Regions from separate parts of the Mus musculus genome. Here region 2 is linked to region 1. Evidence: chromatin contacts called from public HiChIP or PLAC-seq data. All regions are on one chromosome and are shown on one strand. Each heading gives the region's core, a stretch centred on a gene start, on an enhancer-like site or on the middle of the called end of the contact. The rest is flanking DNA. Distances are from core to core; before and after follow the strand shown.

Region 1 (7,406 bases), core at 3,663-6,162:
TGTCCCCATGCCCTCTGAGTTTTCCTTTGAAAGGAATCTGATTTCTTCAAGACCCTGGGCTTGTGGGTTCAAACCTTCAGATCTCCCTAGATCTGTTTCTCCTGTGTGTGTATGTGTGTACATGTGCATAAGTCTGAGTATGTGTGGCCGTGTGTGCATGTATGTATTTGCTTGTATGTGACTGCTCCTGTGAGTGCCTGTGCATTTGTATGTATATGTGAGTGCATGTGTGCATGTGTCTGTGTGTCCATGTGTGTGCATGTATGTGTGTGTTCGTGCATGTGTGTGCCTGTGTGTGTGCGCACGTGTGTACCATCCGTCCATCTGTTTCTCCCTCTCTGTCCTCCTCTGCTCATACCTGCCCTAGGGGTTGTGAGCAACCCTAGGTTCCAGGGTAGTAAGGATACGGTGTCTCTTGTCCTCTGGGTACTGGGAGCACAGACGAGTCAGGTGGGCTTGGTGACAGTGCAGGCCCCATGGGTTAAAGCCCTTTCTCTCCACCTGGCTCCCATCTTCACTTTCCACCAGCGGAGAGGCCTGGGTACTGAGGTGGCAGTCGGACCTCAGGAGCACCTTGGCTGCACTGTAGAGAGAAGCATTTGAAGATAGCTCAGCAGCTGCCAGAGGAAAAAGGATGGCTGTGGCTCATCGTTTGGGCTCCCTGGCATGGCCTCTGACAAAAGCCACTGCATAGGACTCTCACCAAGCCACTAGAGACACCACAGGGTCCTGACACCAGATCATGCCAGGTATAGGTCTCTTCAGTGTTTTTTGTTTTGTTTTTGTTTTGTTTTTTTTTTTAGATGTGCTACCCCCAAGGGCTGGAGTGATTTAGATCCACTCTTGCTATCAAGGTGATAAAGGGAAGGGATGTGACCCCACCTGGAACCTCCAGGGTCAGGGGTCTAGATTCATGCCCTGGTGTGTGAGGTCCTTGAGACCTCACAGTGCCTTCTAGAGTATGCTCTGCATCTTGGCCCCAGCTATGAAGGGACAGCCCTGCGCTGAACCAAAAACTTAATTAGATCTGAAGCTCCTTGGGGAAGAGCAACATCGTTACTGTATCAGCTCCTGCCCCCAAGGGACTCTGGGAAAGGTCAGCAGACAGTTATCAGAGGCTCCTAAGATCTCTCTAAGGTCCTCAGGCCCCTGGGGCTGTTTTGTCTCCAGGGGCTCTCACTCTCCCTAACTCTTCCCTGCGATCTGCTCAAAGCTGACTTCCAAGAGAAATTAGGCACACTTCCTCTCTGTAAACTATTCCAAGATCTGCGCCTGCATACTCTCCCCCTGAGACCTGCATGGTCTCAGTGAAGCAGGTATTTAATTAAACCGAGCAGGTACCAGAGATCTGCTCTGGAACACACACCATCCTCCCCAAGAAGGGACAGCCCTTTCTTTTGCAACAGCCTTTATCTGAATGTCTCAGTTTCTAGAAGCTAACCCCCACGTGGACTGGCTGGCCTTGGGCACAGTGTGGTGCATGCTGAGGGACAGTCACCCAGCTCCCTGTTCCCTGCTCAGTGGTCCTTACCTCTCCTTCAGTGAGCGAGCCAGCTGGGTGAGGGGGCAGGGGCTGCTCTCGCTGCCGGTTGTCTGCTGAAGTGTCTGCCAGAGAGCTACCGCTCTGGACTCTGGGGAGACCTGGAAAGGCTCCAGGTTCTCCTTCAGTGGGTTGGCAACCAGGCCAAGGTGGCCTCTGCTGTCTCTCCGGAGACGCACTGTGATGGTACCTGCAGGACACAGGAGGGAGGGGAGAACACACTGGGTCATGGGTCATAACTGTTGAGTTTGATGGCCCTAGGCAGTTTCCTTCTCTCCCTCGAAGCTCTCTCAAGGAAGAGTCAAGACTAGGGTGGCTCTGCCTGAACCCGAATATGTCCCCAGTGCCTACCCTGTAGCTAGGGGTGACCTAGGATTGTTTCTTCACCGCACCGCTCACACTTCCTACACTGTTCTAGAATTAGATTCCCAACTTCAAGGTTGCTCACGCCTTCCCCATCACACCAGGACCAACAATTCATCCACATACAACCTGGGATCCCTTAGAGCTGGTCCTCTATGAAGGTGCCTTCCCACTTCCCCGCCTCCAGGGGGCGCCAATGAAGAGAAGCCTGGCCCATCCCTTTTCCATTCCCCTCTGCCTGCTCAGCCATCTCTATCCTCTCATCTGTCTTCATCCAGCCAGCTTCTTCTAGAAAGCCCTCCTGAGGCAGCTGCAGGATTCAAGGTTCTGCCCTACTTCAGACAGTCTTCCCTTCTGCCTTTCCCATCGGTACCCAGCCGTCATCGCTGGCTGAAGATAATAGCATGTGGGATTTGGGATATGTGTCGTTCTTAGGGGAAATTCTAGATCAGTGGTTCTCAACCTGTGGGTCATGACCCTTGGGGGTCACAAATCAGATATCCTGCATATCAGATATTTATATTACGATCCATAACAGTAGCAAAATTACAGTTATGAAGAAGCAACCAAAAGGTTTATGGGTGGGGGGGGGGGTCACCACAGCATGAGGAGCTGTATTTAAGGGTCTCAGCATTAGGGAGCTTGACACCACTGCCCTAGAATCTTCAAGGTTTCCCTAACACGGGGTGCCTTTAACCTCCACAGCTGGTAATCAAAGCAGGAATGTCACGGGCTGTGTAGGCAAGGACCTCCCCTGAGCTCATCTGAAATGCTTTGCAGTCTCCTCGGATACTTTGGTGGGACACAAAACTATGGATGAGGGGCAGTTAGCATTGCACAGTCACCTTGTGGAGTCCTTGTCACAACGGAGAAGCCCCGGCCTCCCTCTGTGGTTCCTGGCCTTGTCCTAGTCCCACATCACAGACAGCCTTCCGTTCTTTGAGAACAGGGCATCTGGTTGTCCTGTCCTCCTTCCTTCCTTCCTTCCTTCCTCCCTTCCTTCCTTCCTTCCTTCCTTCCTTCCTTCCTTCCTTCCTAGTTTCACCCTCTTCTCAGCTTGTCTGCCTGCCTGGTGCTGAGGAGCTGACCCCATCCAGTGCCCCATGCCTTCCTGTGCTTTCTCTACTTTCCAGTGGCTCTGGCAGTGGGGCTCTTGTGGAGGTGAGGGGTCAGGAAAGGAAGGTACTCAGCGTCTGTGTCCCTGCCCTGTGTCCCTGTCGGTAGGTCAGGTGCTGCAACGTTCCACTGGAGTCTCTTCTCCCTCCCTCCCGCCCTGCATGCTTGAAGTGGTTACAGTTTTCAGTGCACACTCGAGTCTGCATGGATTTCTGCAAAGAGCCCCTTACAAAAACTCTCTTGAACATGGTTTGTGTCCTACTGACAGAGATGGAGAGGAGGTAGGGTCACACGTTTTATGTGCTCTATACTTGTTTCTCCCCAGGCTCCTTGGTTACCTCCCCCCTATGAGTGGCTACTCCCCTGAGCAGACAGGGAAGCCTGCTGAATTATTTTCCTGAATCCCGGCCCAGTCCCTGGGGACTGTCAGTGTGGACCCCCACTCCTGGGGTGGCTCTCCAGAGTCCACTATACCCAGCCCAGTGGAATCCCTAGGCAAGTTCTGTCATCTCAGATTCCTAGTGGCCTCATTCTGCAGCGGGGAGGGACATTCAGTTCTCTCAGACTCTTGAAACATCTGCTTCTCCTCCACCCCTCCCAGGTCTCCATGTCCTGAAGACACAGAGTAGTAAATAATGCTGTTGATATTTGTGCTTATCTGACACCAGCATCATCCTGAACCACTCCTGTCAAGCTCCCTCATTCTGTGCCTGGGGGTGGCCAGATAGGGACATTTCTTTATCTCTCCTACACTATGTGGCCCAGGACTGGCACTTTCCCCTTGTGGTTTTGAAATTACAGCACATCCATAAGTTGATGCAGAGGGCTGGGGGTCGGGGTGGGGGTGGAGTCTGAGCCAAGGTCACATGACCAGTGTGCCACAGAGCCACCTAACACGTGCCTGCTAAGGAAAGGGCATGTTATAACACATTTCCCAAGATTCCATGGAAAGTCTGACACAATTGGGTTCTGTTTACCCACAAGTGCATATGGGACACTCCTGCTGTGTTCCCAGAAATACTGGTTCTGGCTGGTCTGTTCTGTGGAGGGGACAGAGAAGTCATGAGTCGAGCCCTGCATGGCCTCTGCGTTTCTAGCTTGGAGTCCTCGGGCAGGAGGTGTTTGTTAAGGGAGGAGACCTTTCTAGCTCTCAACGTGAGTCCTCTATGACAAAGGGAGAGCCCTAGCCGCCCCCGTGCCTGTCCTGGAGTGAGTCTGTGCCCTTCCAGCTGCCTAGTGGGTCCAGGAAGCTCCACTGGCTAAAAGCAATGTCCTTTAGGGTCTCTTAGACTTCACATTCCCATCTGGCAGCCCATGGCCTTTTCTACTTGAGAGCCTACGGTGACACGGCTGCCAGAAAACACAGTTCTTGGCAGCTTGTGCCCAGGAGGCCTCCCCAGAGAGACAAGAAATGTGACCTTCCCCGCTGCTCCAGGCCCCACGCCTGTCTGAGCTCATCGGGTCGAGTGCCTGCGTAAAGGCCGGGGAGAGGGGGTGCAAATAACCCACAACTGATATAACCCAAAAGTCATTTCCATTTCTCATACAGCCAGAGCTTCCAGCTCAGCATTCCTGCAGCTCTCTCTCTGTTTCTGATGGGCTCATCATCTTGTCCGGCTGTCTTCTAGCTCCTGTGACCTCCTTCTCTCCTCTCTCACCCAGCCGGGGCTCAGCACAGCTCTCCCCTGGAGCCGGCCCATTGAGATCTCCCTTGTAAACTGTGCTGAGCTGCCTGCCCTCACCCACGAGAAGGCAGACTCTCCGGTGCTTGGGTTGCGCTATACAGTCAGGAGGCTTCGTGTCTGTGGGTCTGAGACCTGGAGACCTGGGATCTGTTGCTGAGGCCCTACTGGGAGCCTTGGGGCTTGCCATAGCCCGTCCCATGCATCTCAGCCCGAGAGCGTGCCAGCTGGGCAGACAGAGTGCTTACTGCCACGATTGGCATGCCCGGAGCATCTCAGCAATTTCGGTTTGACCAAACAGCTTCCCGAGCCTTGGCAGAAATTGTATCATGTGCTTATTTTAAGCTTATGAGAACATTCACCGCCGCCATCTGTAATATGAATCTGGCCAAACCCTCTACCAACTGAGCCCGGGTGCCTGTGCTCATTCACCCAAGGCTGACTGAGAGGCAAGGAACTCAGCCTCAAGAGGGCCATACTAGGAGTCCAGCTAAGGTCTAGAGCAAGCTGCAGGGACACAGCACTTTCCTTCAGAATGCCATCCTAGCCCAAATTCTCCCTGATGTCTTTGTCGGGGAAGGCACTGTGATGGGCTCCGTGGCACGCAGTAGCCATTTTAGAAATGGCTCCACCTCTCTGCGAAAGCTATTTCTATGCGGAAGCAGAAGGTTATCTAACTGGCTGGCATGATGTTTTGCCTAAGTACTTCTGAGAGAGTCCATCTCCTCCCTCCTGGGGCTAGATGGACCCTGAAATGGACACGCCAGGTATCTCAGTGGAGTGGGTGAATAGAGCCAAGAACCCACAGAGCTAGACATCAGGGCTTCACACCCCAGGCCCACCTCTCTCGGCTGTGTAGCCCCAGGCAAGCTGGCTTTCTTTATCTGCGTCTCTGGGGTTATGAAAGTGCTGGCTTCTGAGAGGAGTTATGAGGTTTATGTAAACTGGGGCCTCTTGCAATGGCCCAGAGCAAGTACCAGGGACAGGCCACTACAGCTTCTTACTGATTAAAACCAGCCACCTCCGTTACTGGTCCCCGGCTCTACTGCGAGTATCTAAGAGTGACTGGGGGAGCCCTGCTGGACTCTGAGCCTATAGGGTCTCCTCACATTGCCTGGATCACGCTCCAGGCTCTGCTTCATCAAAGCCTGGCTTTGGGGTGCCACCAAGCCCTCTCAGGCTAGCTGGTACTCATCCATTATCCTAGGGAGTCAGGAGGTTCCTGGCTCCAGCCATTCCCCACTGTGTTTAGAAACACCATTTGTAAGACATCCTAAAGGCAAGGCTGACCTAGACCCTGTGGCATGTCCACTTAGCTACAACCTTCGGCCAAAGGTACCAGCGGCATCCCTCAGCGCAGGAGAGTCTGACCTACGACTTCCCTGCTTCTTGATGGTGGGAGCAAAATGTATCCAGGAGAAAACATCTTTTGATTTCTCAGTTTTGATCTTTTCCTGGACTGGTGATACAAGACACAGGCCTCTCAGGACACCAGGCAGGGGCTGCCACCCCCAGTTGATTCATGTGGTCACATGCTAAGCTGGGGCATGAGGTAGACTCTGTCTGTTAAGTGCATTTTTTTTTAATTTATGATATTTTTAACTTACAATGTTTATTTGTGGCTGTAAGCCTTTTTTTTTTTTTCTAAGAAGGGAGCGTCTCTAATTGGAGTTAGCAGAGCCCAAAGAGGCATCCCCAGGAACCAGAGGTCTGTCTGGGCAGGTGTCCAGTGCCCGAGGGTGCCCTGTCATCCCCAGCAGACCGTAGGCCTGCATAGACAGGACATTGAGTCTGCATGAGTGAGGTGGGGGTCTCCTAAAGACCCAAGCAGCCTCTCCCCTTTGCCCAGGGCAGATCCCCACAGTTTTTTTTAGCTCCAGAGCTGCGCCAAGCAAGCGTGAATTGCTGCAGGCAGCAGCCCGCCTCACGCGAGGACCTGCCACCCTTTGCTATGCTGAGTTCAGTTACAGAAGGACAGACATTAATTCCAGTGAATTGTCTGAGAAGATAAACAATGACCAGCCAGACAGCACTGGCCTGTGACCTCGGAAGACCGTGGGGAAAGGCTGGGGCATGTAAGAGTGGGGCCCCACAGACGGCCAACTCTCCTACCTCCCAGGACGTCACAGAGGCCCAGTGTGAAACAATACTCAGAAGTCACATCCAGGCCCAGGGCGTGGTGGTGCCCAGCAGCCATCATTCTTGTCCATGGTCAGTGTTAAACCTGAACTTGACTCATGACCCTGGGTTCTGATTGACAGGTCCAGAATGGAGTCCAGGAGTCCTGGTGAAACTTCACACTCAGAAGCACCAGCTCAGACACATCTAGCCTCCCCAGCTGTCCTGCCGCTGACCACAGCCGGTTTCTTTATTTTTTGACCCTTGAATTTGCTACGTAGCCAAGGGCAACCTTGAACGTCTGGTCCTCCTGTCTCTACTCCTGAGAAAGAGTATTCCAGGCATGAACTGGGGATGGAAACCAGGGCCTCACGCATGCTAGGCAGACGCTCTCCGGAGGACGGAGGCACATCCCTAGCTCCCCACAATGGTTTCTGATGGGCTTACTTGAGTGTCATAATTGCTGTCCCTGCAGACCCTTTGGCATAGGGCAGCAGCCTTCAGTCATGAAACACTAAGTTCTTTACGGAGGGCCTGTCCTCTAGGAACCCACTCAGCTCTGGGCTGGCACCTGGCAGTCAACTCTG
Region 2 (7,406 bases), core at 2,729-5,228, 330 kb after region 1:
GGCTGCATCTATCAAGCTACCCTGCCTGGCCTCTCTACCCAAGGCACTTCCTGGGACCTAGGCCCAGCGCACAAAGCTCCCTGCACAGCTTGAAAACTCCAAGGTATCAGGGTTCTCCTCTGCCCTGGGAACCTGAAACTGCATCACACAGGTGCCAAACTGTCGCTCCTCGGGGGCCTCCAGAGTAGAGCCCCACTGGGACTGGGAGCACTCGTGAGAACTTTCAAACTGCCACAGTGTCCTGGAAAGTAAATTTCGTCTACTAGAGTCAAGAGGTTTCTTTGCCTCTGTGGCTGTCTCACACACCCTGGTGGCTTCTTCATTAACCTACTCACTCCATCCGTAATGGCTTCCCAAGCCCCTGCTGTGTGCTTTACCTGCGAGTTCTGGGAGACATGGAGACCTCAGTGAAGCTGATCTCAGCACTGGAGACAGAGACAACTACTTGAGCGATAAACACACAGGTATCTAATGTCAGGCGTTGCTCACACACCGCTGCCCACGGTGCCGACTCTCACCCCGTGGTACACATTCCTTACCTTTACAGCTCCCTGACCCTGTGTTGGCCAGGTCACATGACACGCCCTGCTCACTGAGTCAGGAGCAGGGGGATGCATGTTGTCTCTGGGCCCGAGCGTGTCACCACAGGTAGGGGACACTCCATGGTATATGTACCCTCTGCTATTGTCACCACCAAGGTTCCAGCCTGACGTGCGTTCCTGAGGCAGGACAAAGCACACCACATGATGGGGGCTCAGCAATGACTAAGCCTATGTCCTTGCAAATCCCAGAGGTTGGCAGAATGGTTGCTACTACAGCCTCCCTCGCTTGTGCTGACTGATACAGGGGACAGATCTGAGGGCTGCTTTTTCCCAGAATCCCCTTCATTCAAAACAGGTCTGAGGATTGGTCGTGACCAAAGCACCCACCGCCTGCCCCTTGTGTCAGCTTGTACTGTCAGCAGTGACATGATTCTCTGACTCCCAGACACTAATAATGGCTGACATTTTAGAACTTGGATGTGTCAGGCTCACTCTTAGCACACTTCTCGGCTAGGAGGGGACAGACTAGATTGAATTAGATTCATTCTAGAACACACGACTCATGAGCATCATCAGAACCAACGCTGCTTAGATGCCTTATGTCCTAAGAGGGCTTCTACGCATAGCACCTTCAATCACCTATTTTAATCTTCACTTACCTAAAACTAATCCAGAAAGGTCAAGTTACTTATCCAATGTCCCACAGCTCTTGACAGGCCGAGGCAGGATTTGAACCTGAGAAGGCCTACTCCAGAACCCTTACCAGTAATTGCCAGGTAAAACTTCAGTCTCCTCTGTGCAATGTGCCTTAGACACATGTAGCCACACAGCGAACATGCATGCATGTACAGAATCCGAGGCGGGAGCTGGAGAAACAGCTCAGCAATTAGGAACACTGGCTGCTCTTCCACAGGAGCGGGGTTCAGTTCCCAGCACCCACAGGGTGGCTCACAACTGTCTGTTAACTCCAGTTTCAGGGGGGTCTGGCACCCCCTACTGGCCTGCATGGTCATTGTGCACATGGAATACACAGTTATGCATGCAAAATAAGTAATTTGCAAAGTAAATAAAATATCGAAGTGGTGCACATCTTTAGTCCCAGCGCTTGGGAGGCAGAGGCAGGCAGATATCTATAAGTTTTAGGCCAGCCTGGTCTAGGTAGCTAGTGAGACCTTGTCTCAATAAACCAAAAATTAAAAAATAATTAATTAATAAAATTAATTAGAAATTAAGAGTGGTGCCCACAGCCTCCAGCGACAGGTGGCTGCCTGAATCTCCCAAGGCTTAGAGAGTGGGCAGCAGAGGAGAAGTTGCATTTTCTGTGTTCAGGTCCACCTCGTCTGCCTGTCAATCTACGGGCTGAAGTGGTCCATCTGTCTCTAACACAAAGGACAGAGCAAGGCTGGCCCCAGGCCACAGAGGGCTGTGCAAACGGCCTGCTTTGAGCAACAGCTAATTTCTAAGCGTAATTATTAATTTCATGCTTATCGTATGCAAACCTCTGCTTCCCAGACGAGATGAAATTGATTTAATTAGAAATTCCACCATCAAGCCATTTGGATCTAAGCTTTTAATTAGGGTCTCCAACAGCACCCTGCTGCCCCCTACATCCCCCAGGATGCCAAAGAGGACTACTCCCTAGGAGGACATAGTCTACAGCTGCCAGTGTCCCATAGGTCAGGACAGCACCTGTCACCAGAACTCTTGCTGTACCCTGTCCCTCACAGCACAGCACAGCCTTGGGTAGGCCTCTCTTTTCTCTAAGCAACTGTCTTAGTTACTTCTCTATTGCTGTGATGAGCCACCATAACCAAGGCAACTTCTAGAAGAATTTAGTTGGGCCTTACAGTTCCAGAGGGTTAGAGTCCATGACGATCCTAGCCAGGAATGTGGCAGCAGGCACAAGGGCACACGGGCATGGCGCTGGAGCGGTGATGCAGACATCCCAGAGCATGAGGCAGAGAGAGCTAACTGCGAATGGCTGGCGTCGTCAGATGTTTGCTTGGTTTTGTTTTGTTTTTCAAGACAGGGTTTCTCTGTGTAGCCCTGGGTGTCCTGGAACTCACTCTGTAGACCAGGCTGGCCTCAGCCTCCCGAGTGCTATATTAAAGGTGTGTGCCACCTTGCCTGGTTCGTGGCTTGAGTTTTTGAAATCTCAAAGCCCACCTCCAGTAGAAAGCATCCTCCAAGAAGACCACACCTACGAGTGGGGCCAGAGTGATCAGAGCAGAGCAAGTGGGAGAAGGAAGGGACGGGGGGGGGGGGGTCACACCTCCTAATCCTTCTCAAACAGTTTTCAAGTATTCTCAAACCAAGTATTCAAATCCATGAGCCCTTGGGAAACCGTTCACATTCAAACCACCACAGCAACACACTGAGGGAATGACTGGGCAAGAGTCCACGCCATTGACACAACTTTAATCCTAGCACTTGGGAGGCAGAGAGAGGTGGGTTTCTGTGAGTCCAGCCTGGTCTACGTAGTGAGTTCCCGGAAAGCCTGGGCTACACAGAGACACCCTGTCTGGGATCTGGGTGCTCACATCGTGGGTATCAGGCCATATCTCCCTTGCAGCTCACAGCAAGGCAGTCCATCAGAATAATTAATTTGGAGTATTCTCACGTGCATGACCTCTGACCCCATCTCTTCCCACACCACCTTGGCCCCCAGCAGCTCCTGTCATGCCAGCCTCCCTCCATACCTTGGGTCCTGTGGGCACATCGTACCTCAGGACCTCGCAGTGGTCCTCCCTGCTGCAGGATATCCTCCGCACAGCAGTGCACATGATCTGCCCTATTCGCCCTCATTTACAGCATAGGCAGCCTGCCAGGGAGGCCTCACTCTGCCCGGTACCCAGCCAGGGCAGTAAATGGGCCACCTATGATAATACCCACAAAAGGGCAATACTGACTCCCCCACCTCCCATGATGCCTCTGGCCTGCAGGGCTCTGCCAGACCTTTGTTTCTCTGATCCCACGGTGACACTCTGTCTAACACTCCTGCCTCCACTCTGGCTGCTCAGCCTCCTATCAATACAGGAAACTTGCGCTTGGATTAATTTCCTGTTCTGAATTGTTTTCCTGGATGGAATCGGCAGCACCGCAACGGGCCCTGGGCAGATATGCCCCTGGAAGGCGCGTGCTCAGTCCCTGCTTGCCCTTTTAAGCGGTGCATATTTTCATAGGAACCCAGCACACACCCCTACTGTGAGGCTTGGGAGCTGGAGAAGAATGGGGTGTGGAGGATGGGGTGCGGAGGGAGGAGAGAGCCCAGCTTTCCTGGCATCGGCTGACAAAAGAGCCGCACCAGTGCGTTGGAGGAAGGGCTTGAAGACAGATAAGGCTGTTCGAGCTGGCGGGCGGGCGCCAGCCCTGGGCCGAGAGCAAACAAGATCCTCAAATCAGCACTTGCCCTACTTCATAAGCAAAATGTAGATCAATCAACTACACTCAGGGTAGCAGGTTTGCTCGCTGACTGTGCCCCTCGTCCGTGTCAATCTTAGGGGAGGTGGGTGGCGGCTGAGGCCTGGAGGGGAGGGCCGGAGCCAAGCTCGCACACCCAGGACCACAGACAGCCCTTGTGCTCGCTACAAGGAGAGCTAGAACCAAGCTCCCAGAGATGAGATGCAGGTAATAGAGCCTCAGTCTCTTTGTCTGCAAAGTGGGCATTGTGATGAGAATTGAGTCTTTGTCGAAGTCGTAGTGAGGCCATGGTGAGGGGCATCCAAGAGGATGGGTAGGAAGGAAGCTGGGGAAAGAGGCAGAGGACCTAGGTGCCTAAAGCCATTATCCTGTCCAGGGTGTGGATGGCCAAATGTGGGACCTCTCTGCTCTCTTGCTTCAATCCCCATAAACTAAAGAAAGAAGGCTTTGCCCAGGTTAGAGACATGGAAGGGCTTATCCAGGTCACCAGGTCATACTAGACCAGCCCAGGTGGCCTCAGGACCCCAGGGCCTGAGCTAGGAGCTAAACAGGAAAGATAACAGGAAAGCATGGAGGGGGGCCCGTACACATCAGGCCCGGCAGCCCTGTCAACAGGTGAGCAACGGAGGGTGTTCGTGGTGACTCATCTCAGCATTTGTGACACACTAAGAATCAACTCTGTGCTACACACACACACACACACACACACACACACACACACACAGACCATCTTGTCAGTCCTCACACACAACAGCACCACTGTTAACTCTCTTTTTCAGATGAGGAAACAGATCCAGAGTTCAAACAGCAAATTGTAAGGCAGGATTTGAACCCATGTCTGAGGGCTTTGCCTGAGTGTTCTCAACCCACAGCCCCCAGCCCCTCACCCACCCGGTGTCTGGGCCCAGGAGACAGTGTAAATAAGGGTCAGGATTGCTCTTGCTGCTTCCCCACCCCCACACCCCCACCTCCCACCCCACCCCGTGCCCTGCACCCCTGAGCAGTCAACTTTCCACCTGCACCTCCCGTTTAGTGAGAATTTAATGAGCTGCCTGGCTCTCATCAAGAACAGAGGGAGGGGGCTCTACAGCAAGCAGGATCTCATGAAAACCTGTCCCAAACCTGATGACCCTCCAGGAGCTTCAGGAGTTAGGGCAGGGCCAGGAGGATCTTCAATGCCCAAAGCGGTTATTATTATGCAGGTGCCCTAAGGTCCTCTTAGCTGCCGAGCACAAGTGGTGGGGGCGTGGCTAGCCTTCAAGGAAATGAGCCACTCTGCTGTCCACCACTGTTCCATCAGACTGTGTGTGTGTGTGTGTGTGTGTGTGTGTGTGTGTGTGTGTGATGGACTGCACCATATTAATATAAGATGATATAATGGGATGTTTTAACATCATTGAACACATGAGACGATAAAAGTCACACCATCAACACTCCCCGTGATTTATATCCACAGCCAGGCCACAGTCAGACTGGCCAGGCAGCCAGAATGAAGCCCCACTGGGGCTCTGGGGTTTATCTGGGAGAAGGGGCTGGGGGTGCAGCCAGAAGCAGAAAAAACTCACAACTGACAACTGGCACAGCCTCGGGGTTCCCAGGCTGGGTGCCCCGCTAGAGTCCCCAGCAGGCAGCTCTCCCCTAACTGGCCTCTATTGTGCTTGTCCTCACTGTGGCATCTCACTGTGTGGTCTCCTTCTGGGTCCTGTGCCTCCTCAGTTAGCACAGCCTCCCTTTCCTGCCTCAGCCCTGCACCCCAGGGTTCAGAGCACCACCACCACCCCCACCCCACCCCACCCCGCCCAGCCCCATGCCCTCACCTGCCTGTCTCTATGCTCACTCTCTGATTCTTGAAGGTCAGGATCTCACCCAGCTGACCACCTTTGGAGACACCAACAAGTGTCCAGAGCAGGAACAGCCTCAGAAGAGCCACTAAGTCCTTTCTGCATTCAGGCCAAAGAATCTTCAAGACCTTGAGTCTTCCTCGCTGTCTGAGCCTGGCTTATTATCTGGTGTTGCCAGCTTTCTTCTGGAAACATCCAGAACGCACACACACTCATACACACGCACACACACTCACCCCCTTGCACACATAAGCATTCCCACCCACAGCTGGAAGGACAAACAAAACCCTAAGCTAGCTCAGTCTCTCCTGACCTCTCCCCTGGTCTGACCTCTCCCTTCTCCTTGCTCCCTGGCTCTGGTCTGCACTTCCCGCATCCCAAGGCCTGGGTCCTGCTGTTCCCTCACCTCACGGACTCTCTTGAGACATCACACACCTCCCTCAGACCCTGAGGAGAACACACTGTCTGCCTCTGCCCACCTCCCATAGCCCAGGATGTAGACCACGGATATGAACGACTATGGACCAGTAAGGAGCTGTTGTCCACAGTTGCTGATTCTCCTACGCAGGTCCCATCAAGATTCTGTTGGAGGAAAGTTTATGCAGAGGTCCTCAAGATGGTTTAGGGGGCAAAGGTGCCTGCTGCGAAGAATGTCAGCCTAAGTGTAATCCCTGAGACCCACACAGTGGAGAGAAAGAACCCATCCCTGTGGGTGTTCTTCTGACCCCCACTCACAGAACTGGAGTCCTCTCCCTTGGCCTTCCTCACCCAGGCTCATTCAATAATCAGAACAGGCTGCTGCCAGCTCTCAAGGGGACAGGTGCTACCCACCCCTCCAAGGGGACAGGTACTCCCCACCCCTCCAAGGGGACAGGTGCTCCCCACCCCTCCAAGGGGACAGGTGCTCCCCATCCCTCCAAGGGGACAGGTTCTCCCCACCCCTCCAAGGGGACAGGTTCTCCCCACCCCTCCAAGGGGACAGGTGCTCTCTATCCCTCCAGGGTGCAGGATCATGTTTAATGTCACCCAGGTGGTGAGTGGCTGGGCCAACTCTACTTCTATTCTACGTGCCAGTAAAATCTGCCACCTCCATGGGGAACAAGATTGAGTCTCTGTCACCTCTGAACCCCAGGGACCCAGAGAGGGACAGCCTCCAAAGATTCTCAGCTTATAAATGCCAAGGAGGCTATTGCTGCTGCTGGACAGCAGGTGCCATAGGGAGTGGGCAGCCCCCGCTTTTTGCTGCCAGCCTCTTGCTGCAGAAACCTCCACACGTGCCACTCAACATTGCCACCACATTTCATGTGCCCACCATGGCCCAGACAATGGGACATGGTAGAGTATGGGACAGCCCTTCTCTAGTGCCGAGAAGGACTTAGTGACTGGTCTGCTGCCCACAAAGGGATTCACTCATTAAGACTCTAGGCAGCCCTTTCCCATGACACTGCTCTTCTCCACAATCATCCGGAGGTCACCACCCACATAAAACAACATTACTTCATCTCAGGCCTGCCTTAGAGATCTACCTGCTATGGCTGATGTGATTTCCCCTCGATAACTTGAGAACCCCAAGGCAAGACTCAGAGGCTCTGAGGCTCCCATT

The links. HiChIP or PLAC-seq counts read pairs in DNA pulled down with a chosen protein or histone mark.
Region 2: a contact with region 1 is called in an H3K27ac HiChIP or PLAC-seq map of VIP interneurons, with 8 times the contacts expected there. The contact joins two enhancer-like sites. A contact is called at or near these places in 10 of 39 promoter capture datasets (the C10 cell line, the SN4741 cell line, cranial neural crest and 5 more), 2 of 484 Hi-C or Micro-C datasets (bone marrow-derived macrophages and embryonic stem cells), 2 of 115 datasets of contacts at active chromatin or transcription factors (VIP interneurons and embryonic stem cells) and 3 of 9 other capture datasets (liver, macrophages and pancreatic islet).

What each region holds. Positions count from the first base shown.
Region 1 is chr17:27,149,514-27,156,919 of GRCm38.p6, forward strand. It overlaps Ip6k3 (inositol hexaphosphate kinase 3), which reads right to left. Exons shown (of 6, transcript NM_173027.2): 3 at 1,532-1,730; 4 at 408-583. Among named protein-coding and RNA genes, the nearest start is that of Ip6k3, 15 kb to the right of the region's middle. Within about 2 kb of position 4,913, at least 98 of the 459 cell types and tissues checked have an H3K27ac peak or open chromatin away from gene starts, as enhancers often do. A contact at or near this core is called in VIP interneurons and hippocampal neurons, where this site is marked.
Region 2 is chr17:27,476,838-27,484,243 of GRCm38.p6, forward strand. All of the region lies in intron 2 of Grm4 (glutamate receptor, metabotropic 4), which reads right to left. Among named protein-coding and RNA genes, the nearest start is that of Grm4, 33 kb to the right of the region's middle. Within about 2 kb of position 3,979, at least 46 of the 459 cell types and tissues checked have an H3K27ac peak or open chromatin away from gene starts, as enhancers often do. A contact at or near this core is called in VIP interneurons and hippocampal neurons, where this site is marked.